Linked DNA regions of Mus musculus: regions 2 and 3 are each linked to region 1. The links are chromatin contacts, called in public promoter capture Hi-C maps. All regions are on one chromosome and are shown on one strand. The core of a region is the stretch at or near the end of the contact, and the rest is flanking DNA. Distances in the headings are between cores, read along the strand shown. Region 1 holds the start of Ell3 (elongation factor RNA polymerase II-like 3). Region 2 holds the start of Bmf (BCL2 modifying factor). Region 3 holds the start of Inafm2 (InaF motif containing 2).

What was found. Promoter capture Hi-C pulls out the DNA fragments that hold promoters and counts their contacts.
Region 2: a promoter capture Hi-C map of pre-B cells shows a contact between it and region 1, with 3 times the contacts expected there. The contact joins the promoter of Bmf here to the promoter of Ell3 in region 1. A contact is called at or near these places in 2 of 39 promoter capture datasets (liver and pre-B cells) and 1 of 9 other capture datasets (adipose tissue).
Region 3: a promoter capture Hi-C map of pre-B cells shows a contact between it and region 1, with 2.5 times the contacts expected there. The contact joins the promoter of Inafm2 here to the promoter of Ell3 in region 1. A contact is called at or near these places in 2 of 39 promoter capture datasets (liver and pre-B cells) and 1 of 9 other capture datasets (liver).

Annotation. Positions count from the first base shown.
Region 1 is chr2:121,440,202-121,444,575 of GRCm38.p6, reverse strand. Ell3 (elongation factor RNA polymerase II-like 3) reads left to right here and starts at 1,975. Exons shown (of 11, transcript NM_145973.2): 1 at 1,975-2,180; 2 at 2,395-2,430; 3 at 2,753-2,865; 4 at 2,963-3,149; 5 at 3,235-3,314; 6 at 3,405-3,480; 7 at 4,150-4,342. The coding sequence starts at 2,049.
Region 2 is chr2:118,547,368-118,551,741 of GRCm38.p6, reverse strand. Bmf (BCL2 modifying factor) reads left to right here and starts at 2,056. Exons shown (of 5, transcript NM_138313.4): 1 at 2,056-2,202; 2 at 2,572-2,701. The coding sequence starts at 2,080.
Region 3 is chr2:118,743,990-118,748,363 of GRCm38.p6, reverse strand. Inafm2 (InaF motif containing 2) reads right to left here and starts at 2,606. Exons shown (of 1, transcript NM_001301269.1): 1 at 1-2,606. The coding sequence starts at 2,249. The coding sequence ends at 1,791.

The sequences.
Region 1 (4,374 bases), core at 726-3,225:
AATGAGGTTAGGTTATCACTTTGAACTACTGGGCACAAGCCATCCTACTAATACACACCACTGAGGCTTTCCCAGCATCCTGTGCATGCCAGACAAGCATTCTACCCACAAGCTTGATCCCCAGGCCCTAGTCTCTCCTTTAAGTTTAAATTCAGGAAAGTCCTACAAAAGGTCCCAGCTAACATCTATGAAAAGAAAGCCCAGGCCATCATCTTTATGAATTACACCCGCTAAACCAGGTGTGGCAACCCAAGCCTTTAATTCCAGCTTTTGAGAGGCAGAGACAGGCAGATCCTTGAGTTTGAGGCCAGCCTGTTCTACAGAGTGAGCTCCCTGACTCTAAAATGAAGAAGAAAGAGAAGAAAAGAAGAAAAGGAAAGGAAGAAGAAAGAAAAATAGAGGGCTACCACTATTTATAAAGTTAATAAACTGTCCTCCACAGAAATGGAATGGCTCAATAGGTAGGTAAATGTATCTGTGGTTGCTGTTGGCAACTTGTTGCCAAGATTTTAAAGTCAGTAAGCCTGGCCGTGGTGGCGCATGCCTTTAATCCCAGCACTCGGGAGGCAGAGGCAGGCGGATTTCTGAGTTCAAGGCCAGCCTGGTCTACAAAGTGAGTTCCAGGACAGCCAGGGCTATACAGAGAAACCCTGTCTCGAAAAACAACAACAACAAACAAACAAACAAAAATCAGCATTACTGCGAATATTTCCCTGCATATAGGAGTGTATTGTTCTTATACACATATTGTACATGTTCTGAGTGCATTGTTCAATGGGTTTAGACAAATTATTTGTTTTGAGATGAACAGCATTAAAATCACTTGGAATTACACACACACACACACACACACACACACACACACACACACACTAATATAAAATATATATCCCAGTTATTCGATCCCAGTTAGGAAAAAAGGAGATAAGAGAGTCTGAGAGACATAACCAAACACAAATAAATAAAGACAGGAAACACTGGCCTGAGATTTGTCGGGGGTGGGGTGGGGTGGGGTGGGGGTGGGGGTCTCAAAACCATAGGATCTGTAGCCCTGCTGGGAAACTTGCAGGCACCTTTTAGTCAAGAGTAGAGGCTAACACATGTAATCCTAGCATTTGGGAAATATAGGCAGGAGAATTGCTAGTGAGTTCAGCAAGAGTGATCTACATAGTGAATGAAACCCTGTCTAAAAGAAAAAACAAAAGACTCAAAGAGGAGGGGAGAGTGCCTTTAAAGGAGCCAGCTGTGGTTTCGCCACTTTCTCTTATGTTTATTAGGCTACATAGTAACACCTGGGAGTGAGTTACGGCTTTCTGCTCTCTGATTTATTATTTTATTTATTTATTTATTGCCACAACTACGCCCGCCCCACACCCCCATCCACCGATAGGCTTGGCTCCAGTCCCAGATAGCCAGACTTCCAAATCTGCGAGGCACCCACCCACCTGGCCTTACAGCCTCATCAAGTCCCTTTTAGAAACCAAATTGGGATCCGCCTCAGCAGACGCAGCAACTCGGGCGGAAAAAGAAAAAGGATTGCACTGGTCCCTCTTGGGGTCTGCCATCCTCTGGTCCCTTAGGTACTTCGGGGCCTCGGAGGCATAAATGACTCAATCCGACTATCAACCAGTCTCGATTCCCTCCCCTGTGAGACTGAAACCCTCAAGTGGTTTCAGGTTCAGCTTTTACTTAAAGACAACGATTTTGAATCCAGAATGGGGAAACTGGGAAAACTGAGGCAGAACAAGACATCCTGGGTGACAGGTCAGACCCTCGAAGCAGATCCTTTCTCATTAGACCTGGAATGCTCCTCATAGTGTCCAATACTGCCCAAGCCAAATCAAGAAGAAACCGCTTGGGTTCTGGCCAGCAGCTGAGGTGAGTGAGGTACCGCCCACAAGGCCAGGGAAACTTTGGGGCGGTGCCGGGGGTGGGGTCATGGTGGAGGGCGGGACAGACCCGGAGGGCGGGAGTGCCAGCCTAGGCTTGCACAGCAGAGGTGGCCCTCACCTGTGGTCCCGGTTCTGCATGTGCGCGACTTTGGCACCATGGAGGGGACCCAGGAAGCTCTGAGTGGGAAAATGCGGCTCCTCTTCACCCCCGCTGCTCGGACCAGCCTCCTGATGCTAAGGCTCAACGAGGCGGCGCTGCGGGCATTGCAAGAGTGTCAGCAGCAACAGGTGAGACTGGCCCCCGGCCCCTTCTTCCCTTCCCGGCCAACCAGACCTTGGCCTCCCAAGGCTATGCTGGAGAAGGGACTTGGGGTTGTGCGGGTTTTCAGATTCCAGTCCCCCCGCCTCCAAGTGAAGCCGGCCAGGCAGGTGTCCCCAGCCTCCTCGATCCTGGGGACTTTGCTTCCTTTGTGTTCAGCTGGTGTTTGGGCTCTTCCTGCAGGTACGGCCAGTGATCGCTTTCCAAGGCCACCGAGGGGTAAGTGCTGGCCGGATGTGCGAGGGAGGTTGGGGGTGAGAGAGCGTAAGCGTGGGCTCCAGGAAGGTGAGCTCTGGGCCGGAGCTTGCCAGAGGTCACAGTCTGAGCAAGTTATGAGAACTAAACCCTATGAAGATGTGGGGCTGTGGTCCCAGGAGACTGTGCAGTCTCAGCCTCTTGGGGGAACTCTGAACCAGCTGCACCTGGTGTGCTAACGAGCCCCTTGGGGATTTGTCTTCAGTCTTAGAATTGTTTGGGGAGGAGTGGCATGGACAGGAGGAAGAGGGGCCGGCTTAACTGGGTTTACCATTCCCTACCCCAGTACCTAAGGTTTCCAGGCCCGGGATGGTCCTGCCTTTTCTCCTTCATAGTATCCCAGTGTGGCCAAGAGGGCACTAATGGTGGCTTGGACCTTGTGTACCAACGCTTAGGCAGGTAAGGACAAGGTAAGAGAAGTTTGCAGGAAATGGGAAGAAGTGTTCAGAAGATCTCCAACTCATTTTTCTATTGTCTTTCCCACTCTTCTTTCAAGATCTGGGCCGAACTGTCTCCACTGCCTGGGCTCCCTTAGAGAGCGACTCACTATTTGGGCAGCCATGGATACTATCCCAGCTCCACTGTTAGCTCAGGAACACCTGACTGAAGGTACCAGAGAGTCTGAGAGCTGGCAGGACACTGGAGACGAACCTGAAGGCCATCCCCAGCTGGCACCAGATGAGGTGAGACTAGAAACAGCAGGTAGTCATCATAAGGTGGGACACCCAGGTCCAGGGAGCCAAGTTTTCCTATAACTTCCCCTGACAGGTGTCTGACCCACTGGCAAGCCACCATGAACAGTCACTCCCAGGATCCTCCAGTGAGCCCATGGCACAATGGGAAATGAGGTACTGAGACAGGCTGGGTCTCCTCTCTACCCTTACATTTCTTTAATAAGCTCTCACCTTGGCCTCTCCCATTCCTTCCAAAAATCCTAGGAACCACACTTATCTTCCAAGCAGAGAGCCTGATCAGTCCCTGCTTTCCCCTGCTAGCCAGAAACGCCTGGACAAGGTAAGCAAGGACTTTAGTCTCTTTTTGGAGTCGGTTCTCACTGTGTAATCCTGGCATGCCTGGGAGCTCCTTATGTAGCACTGACTGGCCTCAAACTCCTTTCACCTGTCCCTGCTTTCTGAGTGCTGAGATGTCCAGAGAGGCAAGAGCTGTTCAAAGAGTAGTTTAAAAGGCAGGGTGAATCTTGGGTTGACACAGTACTGATACAGCATAAAATCTGGCCCATGCTTATAATCTGAAGGTCTCCAGAGATAGGAGGATAGGGCTATGCTCTGCTGCACAGCATGAGTATGAGGCCAGCCTGCCTGGACTACCTACCTAAGGACTGGTCTCAAACAAAACAAAACAAACAAAAAGGCTGGAGAGATGACTTATCAAGTGAGTGCAAGCATAAGGTTTGAACTTAGTCTGAATCCCAGCACCTATGTACCTAGGACCCAGCCAGCCTAGGAAAACCAGCTTTCAGTTTAGTGAGAGACCTTAAAAGAGTAAGGCAGAGAACAATGGAGGATACCCCGTGTCTTCCACATGTGTGCATACCAGCACATACAAAAGAATACTCTTTAAAAATTAGGCTAAGTCTTAAACCTAGGAGCTGATGGGATAGCAGTTTTTGACCAAAGAACCTTCTAGCTTGTTGTTTGTTATACATATTTTTTCCCCCAACAGAAACGTTCAGCACCTATAACCACTGAAGAACCAGAGGAAAAGAGGCTCAGAGCTCTGCCTCTAGCCTCAAGTCCACTACAAGGGCTAGCAAATCAGGACTCACAAGAGGGAGAAGACTGGGGCCAAGATGAAGATGAAGAGGGAGATGAAGATGGAGATTCCAGGCTTGAGCAGAGCCTCTCAGCTCCATCAGGTGAACTGATGAGAGGAGGGTAAATACTCATG
Region 2 (4,374 bases), core at 807-3,306, 2.9 Mb after region 1:
CACAGCCCTCTGCGGGCCTGCTTCACTCTTCTTTCAGATGGTTTTGAGAGAACAAAGAAAATAATAGACAGTAAAAGCCCAGGAGCCTGGCAGGAGGGTGCAGGGCTGCAATCCCAGCTTTTGGGAGCTGGAGGCAGAAGGTCATCATTGTCTACATACAGAGTTTGAGGTCAGCCTGGTACACACAAGGCACTATCTCAAAAAAAAGGGGGGGGGCTCTGCAGTGAAGTTCGCTTGTTGCTCTTGCAGAGGACTAGTGTTTGGTTCTCAGCACCCACATGGTGGCTCACACCCATCCTTAACTCCAATTTCAGGAGATTCCACCCCCTCTTATAGTCCCCTTGGGCATCAGGCACACACCTGGTACACACACATGCATGAAGGCAAAACACCCACACGAATAAAGTAAAAATAAATATATCTAAAAACAATTAAAAAAGAAAAACAGAAAGAAAGAAACCAAAGTAAATAAATAAAAATTTTAAAACAAAAAATAGCCAAAGACAATTGAGTCTGGGAGCCCCAGATCCAGCCAGCTTGTATCTTAGAGCAGACTGTAAGTAGAGACTGTAACTAAGCCCAGCTTCTCTGCTTTGCCCGTGTCTCTATTGCAGCTCATTTAGGTTGTGGCAGGGCTCTGTTCCTTTCACTGATTTCTGCCTCCCCACTCAGTTTTCCCCAAAATTCATCTTCTGTAAAATCTTTGCTACCAGTCCTCTATAAAGTAATTCCTTGGGGCTGAAGAGATGGCTCAGTGGTTAAAAGCACTGGTTGCTCTTCCAGAGGACCCAGGTTCAATTCCAAGAACTCACACGGCAGTTCATAGCTGTCTGTAACTCTGGTTCCGGATGACACGCTGTCACAAAGACATACATACAGGCGAAACACTAACGCACATAAAATAAAAATTAACAAATTACTTTTAAAAAATACAGACTCCTCAGCCTGGTATTCCAGGGGGCACCTCTGCAATCTGACCTGAATCTACCTGCCCATACCCTCACATCCTAAATCATAGTGAAGATGCCAGAGAGCTTGATGGGGGGGAGGGGGGACGGGGGGGGCGTGCAGCTGATCTTGCTTTCCAGACATGTTAAGTACTTTATTCTAGCTCCCTGACCTCTCTGGGTCAGGACTGTTTTATTTGGTTTTTATTTAGTGAAATATTCCCCATTCTTCAAGGCCCGACTCAAAAATCTTTGCTTATTATCCCTAAAATAGCACCATTCAAGCTGGTTTCCATCATTCACATGTGAAGTATCGGTTCATTGAGGTCAGGCACCAGAAGTCTAGCACTTAGACCAGGACCTGGCACATAGTAGGTGTTCAAAAAAATGTGGAGTCATCCCTAGATTGGCCATAGTACACGAGATGCGTTTTGCTTTCTTAGCAGTCCAAGAACAGCCTTCTGCTGCTGCCATAGATAGGGCTGTCCGAGCTACCCCTTTGATTTCCCCTCTGCTAGAGTCCTTTTTTCAACAGTGATCTTCCACAGTCTAGAAGAGAGGACATGGCCTTTCTTTGCACTTGATGGATCCGAATGTCATTTGGTTCTAGATGCAGACACACGTGTTCTCCTCCAGCTTTCCTCAGACACGCCCAACAGGAAAGAGGGCAGTTTTTTGTTTTGGTTTTTTATTTGTTTTGCTTTTTTTTTATTAGGGACCAGCAGCTCGGTTTTTTTTTTTTTCCGCTATATATTACAAGGCGCGTCTGAAAACTCCCAGTCTCCTCCTGAGCCGGCTTTTTGGAAGTCCTGCAATAACTCAGCCCATTTCCAAGTAGACAAAAGTCACTTAGGCGTCTTGTCCCCCCACTACCTAGTAGAAAACCTAGGGACTCTCTGTCGTTTCTGGGGCTTGCATTAGGAACCGAATCCTCACCCTCTACAGCGCTCCAATTGCGCTTCTGACGGAGGTCAGAAATGCGCCCGGCCCCTTATAATGTTTCCAAGGGAAGGTTTGTACATTGGTGATTGTCCCTGGCAGCTGCCCAGCTTGAGACTTGGACCTCCACTTGCCATTGGTCAGTGGTTGGAGTGACGCAAAGAGGGGCGGGGCCTCATCAGCTGTTTGCGGGATGCCCGGAGCGGGCGTATTTTGGAAACAATACCGCGCGGTGTGCCGTGGCCTCCTCCCGCGCCAGCTCGCGCCTGCAGCAGTCGCTGCCGCAGCCCGCGCCACCGCCTCCCACCGCAGCCCGGTGAGCGCCCGGGCGGCGGGGGGCTAGGCGGAGTTGGATCGTACCTCCTCCGGGAAGTGGGGAGCGGAGTCGCGCAGCGCGTGGGGGCCCGGGGAAGGGTTTGGACTGCGGGCATCTGGGGTGACCACGGGGAGTTGGGGTGCAGGGATGTGGGAACGAGGTGCAGAGCACAAATTTGTGGTTGCTGCTCCAAGAGGGGCTTTCGGGAAGCATTTGGAATTCGGAGTTAAAAGTAGGTGAGCAAATGATCCTGGGGTCCACTGCCAAGCTCCCGGACGCTCTGGCCTCCGGGTGTAACTGTGGGGTGGGGCCGTAAGTTGTGGTGCATTTTGCCTCCCTGCGGAGTCTGAAGGCTCCTCTTCTTAACAGCTGGAGTTTGCCCCCTTCTTCCCAATCGAGTGTGGGCACCAAGCCCCCCGAGTGTTCTTCACCCTGGACCCTGGCGCAGAGCCCTGGCATCACAACTCGGAGGCTGAGACGCTGTCCTGGAGTCACCCAGGTGTGTGTGCGTGTGTGCATGTGCGTGCGCGTGTGTCCTGAGATCTTAGCCACTATTGAGTTCAAGGTATCTGGCTAGTGCTAACTCCTAAGAGGAGGAGTTTATATTGAGCATCCTAGTTGGATCGCCGAAGTTCTGCGATGGCTCCAGCGGACTTTAAGACCTTTGCTAGGAATAAAGCATTCCCTGGCGGTGCTCTCAGGAAGTGCCCTCTTCCTATCAGTCTGGACTTTACCACTTTAGCTCAGGGAAGCTGAGGGTCTCCACTCTTCCCCAGTTTACTTTTGACTTTGCCCAGAGCCCCTCCGAGGTTCACACTAACTGGAGAGCCACCTGCAGTTCTTGTGCAAAGTGGGGGGGGGTCCTCCGCGTTTTCAGAGCCACACCCTCTGGCTGCACCTCCCCCACTGTCCAGTCTAGGCAAGGGTTGAACTTTGGGGCTTTGCTGGGAGGGGGAGGGGAGTGATAGGCTTCAAAAGAAACACCAAGACAATGACTCCTGCTTGTGATTGGCTCTGGAGAGTCCCTACTTTGGTTGGGATAGCCACACTGCAAAGAAGAGGTTGAAGGACAGAAGAAGCACTGCTAGGTGACATCTCTTGGTCCTTTCATCTGGAAACTTTACGCTGGAGTTACCCCTTTCCTATCGGAACAATAGCAGGCATGGAGTCATTCTCCAGGGAAGAGGGCACAGGACTACGGATAGCTCAGGGGTGGGATGGGGTAAGGCTTGAGGGTTGAAGTAAGAACCTCACAGAGCTTGCATTTGGGAAAGTAAGGTTTCTGAACCTAACTGAGATTTCTGTAAAGACTTAGCCCCACAAACTACTTGGCTTGTCTTTCAAAGGCAATAAAGTGGGGATCGGAACTCCCTGGAATCCCCAGCAGTCTGATGATGACAAAATTTGTCCTTGCATCTCCTTAACCATTCAGGTGCTTGTTGATGCTTCTGGTTGCCCCAGGGGCCCTAACTCAGGCGAGGTCAGCTTGGAAGTTCAAGCTGCCGGGTGACTCCAAGTGCAGAATTTCATGAGCTGTCAGGTGGAGCGAGAGGAACTTAACACTAAGAAACAGCCCCACTGTGTAGGCAGGGAGAGAGCGCTCAGCAGGAGGGCTGAATTTCACTTCCTTCTGCGAGGCACTTTGCACCTATCTCAGGTTCAGCTCTGGCAGGAATGGGAGGCTGAGTGGATGAGAATTGGAAGTCACGAAGATTAGCGAGTAGAATTAGCTGGACACTTTGCTAGAGGCCGATTCAACCCTCCAGATTAACCTGTGGTGAGCAGGCAGCTTTGCTCCTCTGGACGGGAGCTAAGCCAGCTGGCCAGCTGGAGTGACTAAGTTACGTCCCCTGTTCCAGGACACACTCACCACACCACAGAGCCTGTTTGTTGTGTTGTGCAAGGAGGGGGTGGAGATGTGCAGCAGGGTGGGGCTTAGCACGTTAGGAGGGAACCTGGCTGCTCTACAATTCCTGGCTCTTGTTTTTGCTGCTTAGCCTGGAGTTCAGACTTCGCCGAGAGCCTGGAGGTTCCTGCTTAGGAAGTGTGTGTGTGTGTGTGTGTGTGTGTGCACATAAGTATGTTGTGCACTTTTGTATAGTCAGTAAGTGTCCCCTTCTGAGCCTCCACAGCCACTTACAGAGGCTAGTCTTGCTTCTATGTCCCCAGGTA
Region 3 (4,374 bases), core at 1,357-3,856, 2.7 Mb after region 1:
TTAAAAAGTCCCCATGGGCCTCCTAATGACTTAAGTCCTCATCAGCTGTGAAGAACTCTCCAAGCCCAGACACCTTGGGTGTTAGCAGCCTGCTGGGAGGCTGCCAGCTTAGTTGCTATTTTCTTGCCCAGGTCAGGACATGGCTTAAATCAAGACTATTGTCCTGTAAACCTGAATCAGAGCTGACTACAAGGTAGGCCAGAAAAGTGGATAGACAGTTTCAGGACTAAGGTATACAAGTTTCCTATTTTGTTTCTCTTTTAAATTGCTTATTTCCCAAAAAGGAAACACTAAGGGGTTTGATCGCTGTCACTACCCACACTCAACTGCCTAACAGCAAGTGGCAGGGGGAAATGGAATCCAAACTGAAGAATAATTCCTGCTGCCCCGAGAGTGTGTGTGCGCGTGTGTGAGACCACCTCTAGAAAATCGTTGGCTGCATTTAAGTGGAAGCTTATAAGGAATGAGAAAGATGAGCTGCCAGTTCAATCTTCCAAGAGCTGGTCTCTTCACTGGCTAGCCAGGCACACTCCTGAACTTGAATTCTACCTTCTGCTCTTTCTCACCCTATAAAGCAACTCAGAACCACATCAAAGCTCTGGTTTTGCAACTGATTTGGTTCTAACGGCAAGCTGCTGTGTTAGGCTCAAAAACTAGGAAATGCAAACACGAGTAAGACAAGATCTAGAAGGGCAAGAAATGAAATAAGACAAGATCTGGAACCGGTAAGATAGTTGAGGAGCCGGAAAAGGAATGAGAGAAAACACTTGCCAATCACTGTACTTAAAAAGGCTTGCTCTTCCTAAAGGAATTCTGTGAGGGAAGGGACTGATCTAAACACAGCAGCTCTACTCTTTCTTGCCATCGCCCCTGGCATGGATCCAGAGACTCAGGCTACAACAGGAAGCCACTTTGGTGGGAGCACTAGGATGAGAACCGGAGGGGGTCAGCACATTCCCCACCCTCCCTAAACAGTCTCTATTGCTAAGGTTTTTCCACGGCCATGGTAGGGGTCTAAGAATGATTATACTCTTGTGCAAGAACGTCAGGAACTTATCTTTCTGAAACAGGAAGGGAACAGGTGAAAGAGTGGGTGATGGAAAAGAAAAAAAAAAAAAAGCTTGTGTTTGTGCCCTTCTGGCTAAGTGCAGTTTGAAGGCCAGCAAATAGCCCTTGCTGGACCCCACCATTCAGTAGCTACCCAGGCTGTGGGGAGATACATAGAGTTCTATGTGATTATAGCGTCTAGTGCATATGTCAACAACTATATACAGGGATCTATAAATTAAACGCATGTCTGGCCACTGCAACTAGGTTGACGTACCTGAGCTCCGCTACTTTTGGTGCTCTCTTCTTTGGGAGAGCCTCGGCTTATTTAAAAAAAAAAAAAAAAAAGAGCCCCTACACAACTCCCTACCTTCCCCTGAGTCTTGGGGAGGGGGCGCCCGAGTCACCCCCTGCGTTTAGGAAACACCAGAGCTAGCAGCGCTGAAGGGCTGGGTGCTAGGCTCTCTCCACCCTCCCCCCCAGTTCCCCTTATGGCTCAGGGCCCTGGCGCAGCACGGTGCTGGGAAGATCAAACCCCGAGTCCCCGGCGAATCGTGGTCCCTTGGCTGAAGATCCGGTTGTGCATTACCGGCTCCCGGGGCAAACTGGCGATCGCTGAGGTGTGTGGGGGCGTACGCTCGCGTAGGGGTCACTCCGGCGGGCTCCGGAGCCGGTCCTGCTGCAAAGTCCTGCTTGGGGGCTTAGGGGACGATGATTCCCGACCGTCCCCAACGCGGAGAGATTCAACGACTCCGGGGCTCTTCGGCCGCTTCCTCTTCGTCCTCGTCCAGCCCCCGCGGCCGTTCGAGCGGCCCAGCCAGGGGGCTGTCTGCAGCGGGCTCCGGGGGCGCCGGCCTCGCCGCCTGCAGCGGGGGTGCGTCGCGTGGCGCCTCGCGGCGGGACGACCCGGTGGTGTTGGGCCCCGCCGCCACCCCCGAAGTCCCAGACGGGCCGGTGGTGTTGGAGCCGCTGGGGGGCGGGCCGACGGCTCCCCCCGAGGTCCCGGCACCCACCGGCTGCCAGATGAGACTGTAGTAGACGGCCAGTACGATGGCGGCCAGCGACACGGAGAGCACGTAGGCGAACACCGTGGCTAGCCGGACCCACTTCTTGTTGGTCTTGGCCGCCATCTTCGCCTTCTTGTCCCCGGTGTAGGTGGCCGGCTTGCCCCGCTCGGCCGGGGCCGCGTCGCGCTCCTTCATGGGGGGGCCCCGGCCTTTGCCCCGGTGCTCCACGGCCCCGGCTGGAGGGGGCCTGGCGGCCTGCGAGGACTGGGCAGGGGGCGTCTCGGCGCCCTGGCTTCCCGGCGGCCCCGCGCTCCGCCGCTGCTCCTCACGCCGCCCGCCCGCAGCCCGCCACCGCGTCGCTGCCGCCGCCGGGGCCTGGGCCCGTCACCGCCGCCAGCGCCGCCGCCGCCGCCGGCCCGCCAGCTGCTTCCCGGCCGCCGCCACAGCCACAGCCGCCCGACTCCGCGTCCCCATCCGCTGCCGCTGCCGCCGCCTGCCCGGCCGCCGGCCGCCTGGTCTCCAGTGGCCGCGCGGACCGCGCGCTCCGGCTCTAGCCCGGCTCCCCCGCGGGGCGCGCCGGTGCAGGGGGCGGGGCCGCGCGCTGCCGGGGGGCTGCCCCTTAAAAGGGCGATGTAGGGGCCCGGAAGTGCCGCGCTGGGAGGCGGCTGCGGCGGGGAATCGTGGGCCCCGTGGGGGACGCCCAGTTAAGAGAGAGTTAAGGGAGGCTGGGCCTTAAAGGGGCGACAGGAGCTTCTTTAAAGGGGGAAAGGCACTTTGCGGGAGGGAGTGCGGAACCGGGAGGTGGCAGGGAGGGGCAGGCTCCGTAGAAAGCTGTCAACTCAGGCGTCTCCTCACATGGCCCAGGCTAGGAGATGGTAGGTGGGAGAACTAACCAGGCCCACCTACACCGGGTCTCCGAAGTGGAGCTAACACTAAGCTTGTGCTCTCGGGTAGCTCTAGAATAGTGAGGGGATAGTGTCCCAGATCCCTTCACCCCAAAGAGCCTGGTTCGGGTCTGGGAACCTGGCGCCCGCACACCGCAGTCAGTCTCGCTTCCTTTTTTCTGTTGGTCTGGACTCCGAGACCACTCGAATCTTGCCTGATTGGGTCCTCTTAGGACCCTTGAGTCAGACTACTGTGAGCCACAGGGACAAGAGCCAAAGGTTGAGTTTGTTTCTTAGGCTGACCTGCCAGCATAATCTCAAATCCCACAACAGGTCTCAGGTCCTACTTTCTGGTCTTCTGACTTTCAGGACTGGTCTCGAATTGTACCCAAGGGGCTGCACTGAACTGGTGGAGGACATCTCCCAGCGTTTTCATTCTTTGATTCTCTTCAACCCCAGGATGTAGAGAACTGTCTTTTCCCATTGAGGCTTGTTCCTTCCAGGCTTCAGCCTTTTTGCTCTTAGGGCCCTTTGGATGCCGGCCACCCCTCTGCACGCAGGGACTCTTAGTACCACCCTTTCTATACTTTCACCCTCTTCCCCTTTGCTTGTTTCATCCCTATTTCCTCTTTGTAATTCACCGCGATTGATTTCTGGGTGCCTCTTGCTTGACTCTCCCTGTGTTCCCAAAACTGTCTTTGTGAGCAGCCTGGATGTCTCAGTGGATTAGAGAACTATGAGTCTGAGTAGGAGAAAGGTCTGTGGTCCTGATGTAGTTGGGGTGGGGCGTGGCCTCTGCGAGGGCCCCACTGACTTCTAACCTCTTGGGCAGGACTCCCTCTGCCCTTTCCACTTCTCCCTTTCCTTTGACTTTGACTTTCCTTATCCAAGCCCTTCCCCAAATTTTCCATCCCATGGAAGCGCTACCAGAATGCAGTGTACTAGTGGGCTTCGAACCACAAGTTTCTAATCTGGTCCTGGTTGGAGGCTCAGGTGGGGCTGTGTCTCTAGCAATGGGCCACCCAATACTATTTCAAGGAGCCTTTTGTTTGTTTGTTTTTTGTTTGTTTGGTTGGTTGGTTTGGTTTTTCGAGACAGGATTTCTCTGTGTAGCCCTGGCTGTCCTGGAACTCACTCTGTAGACCAGGCTGGCCTCGGACTCCGAAATCCACCTGCCTCTGCCTCCCAAGTGTGGGATTAAAGGCATGCGCCACCACTGCCTGGCAAACCGTGCCTTTTTAATTTCTGAGATATTACAAGGACATTGAGAGTTTAGTGTTTATGGGCTTCTGTGGATTGATAGGTGGTGGTGGTGGTGGTGGTGGTGGTGGTGGTGGTGGTGGTGTGTGTGTGTGTGTGTATGAGAGAGAGACACACACAGGGGTGGGGGCGGGACGGGGTACTGTTCTGGAGCAGCCAGAGCAGGTCTTGAAGGT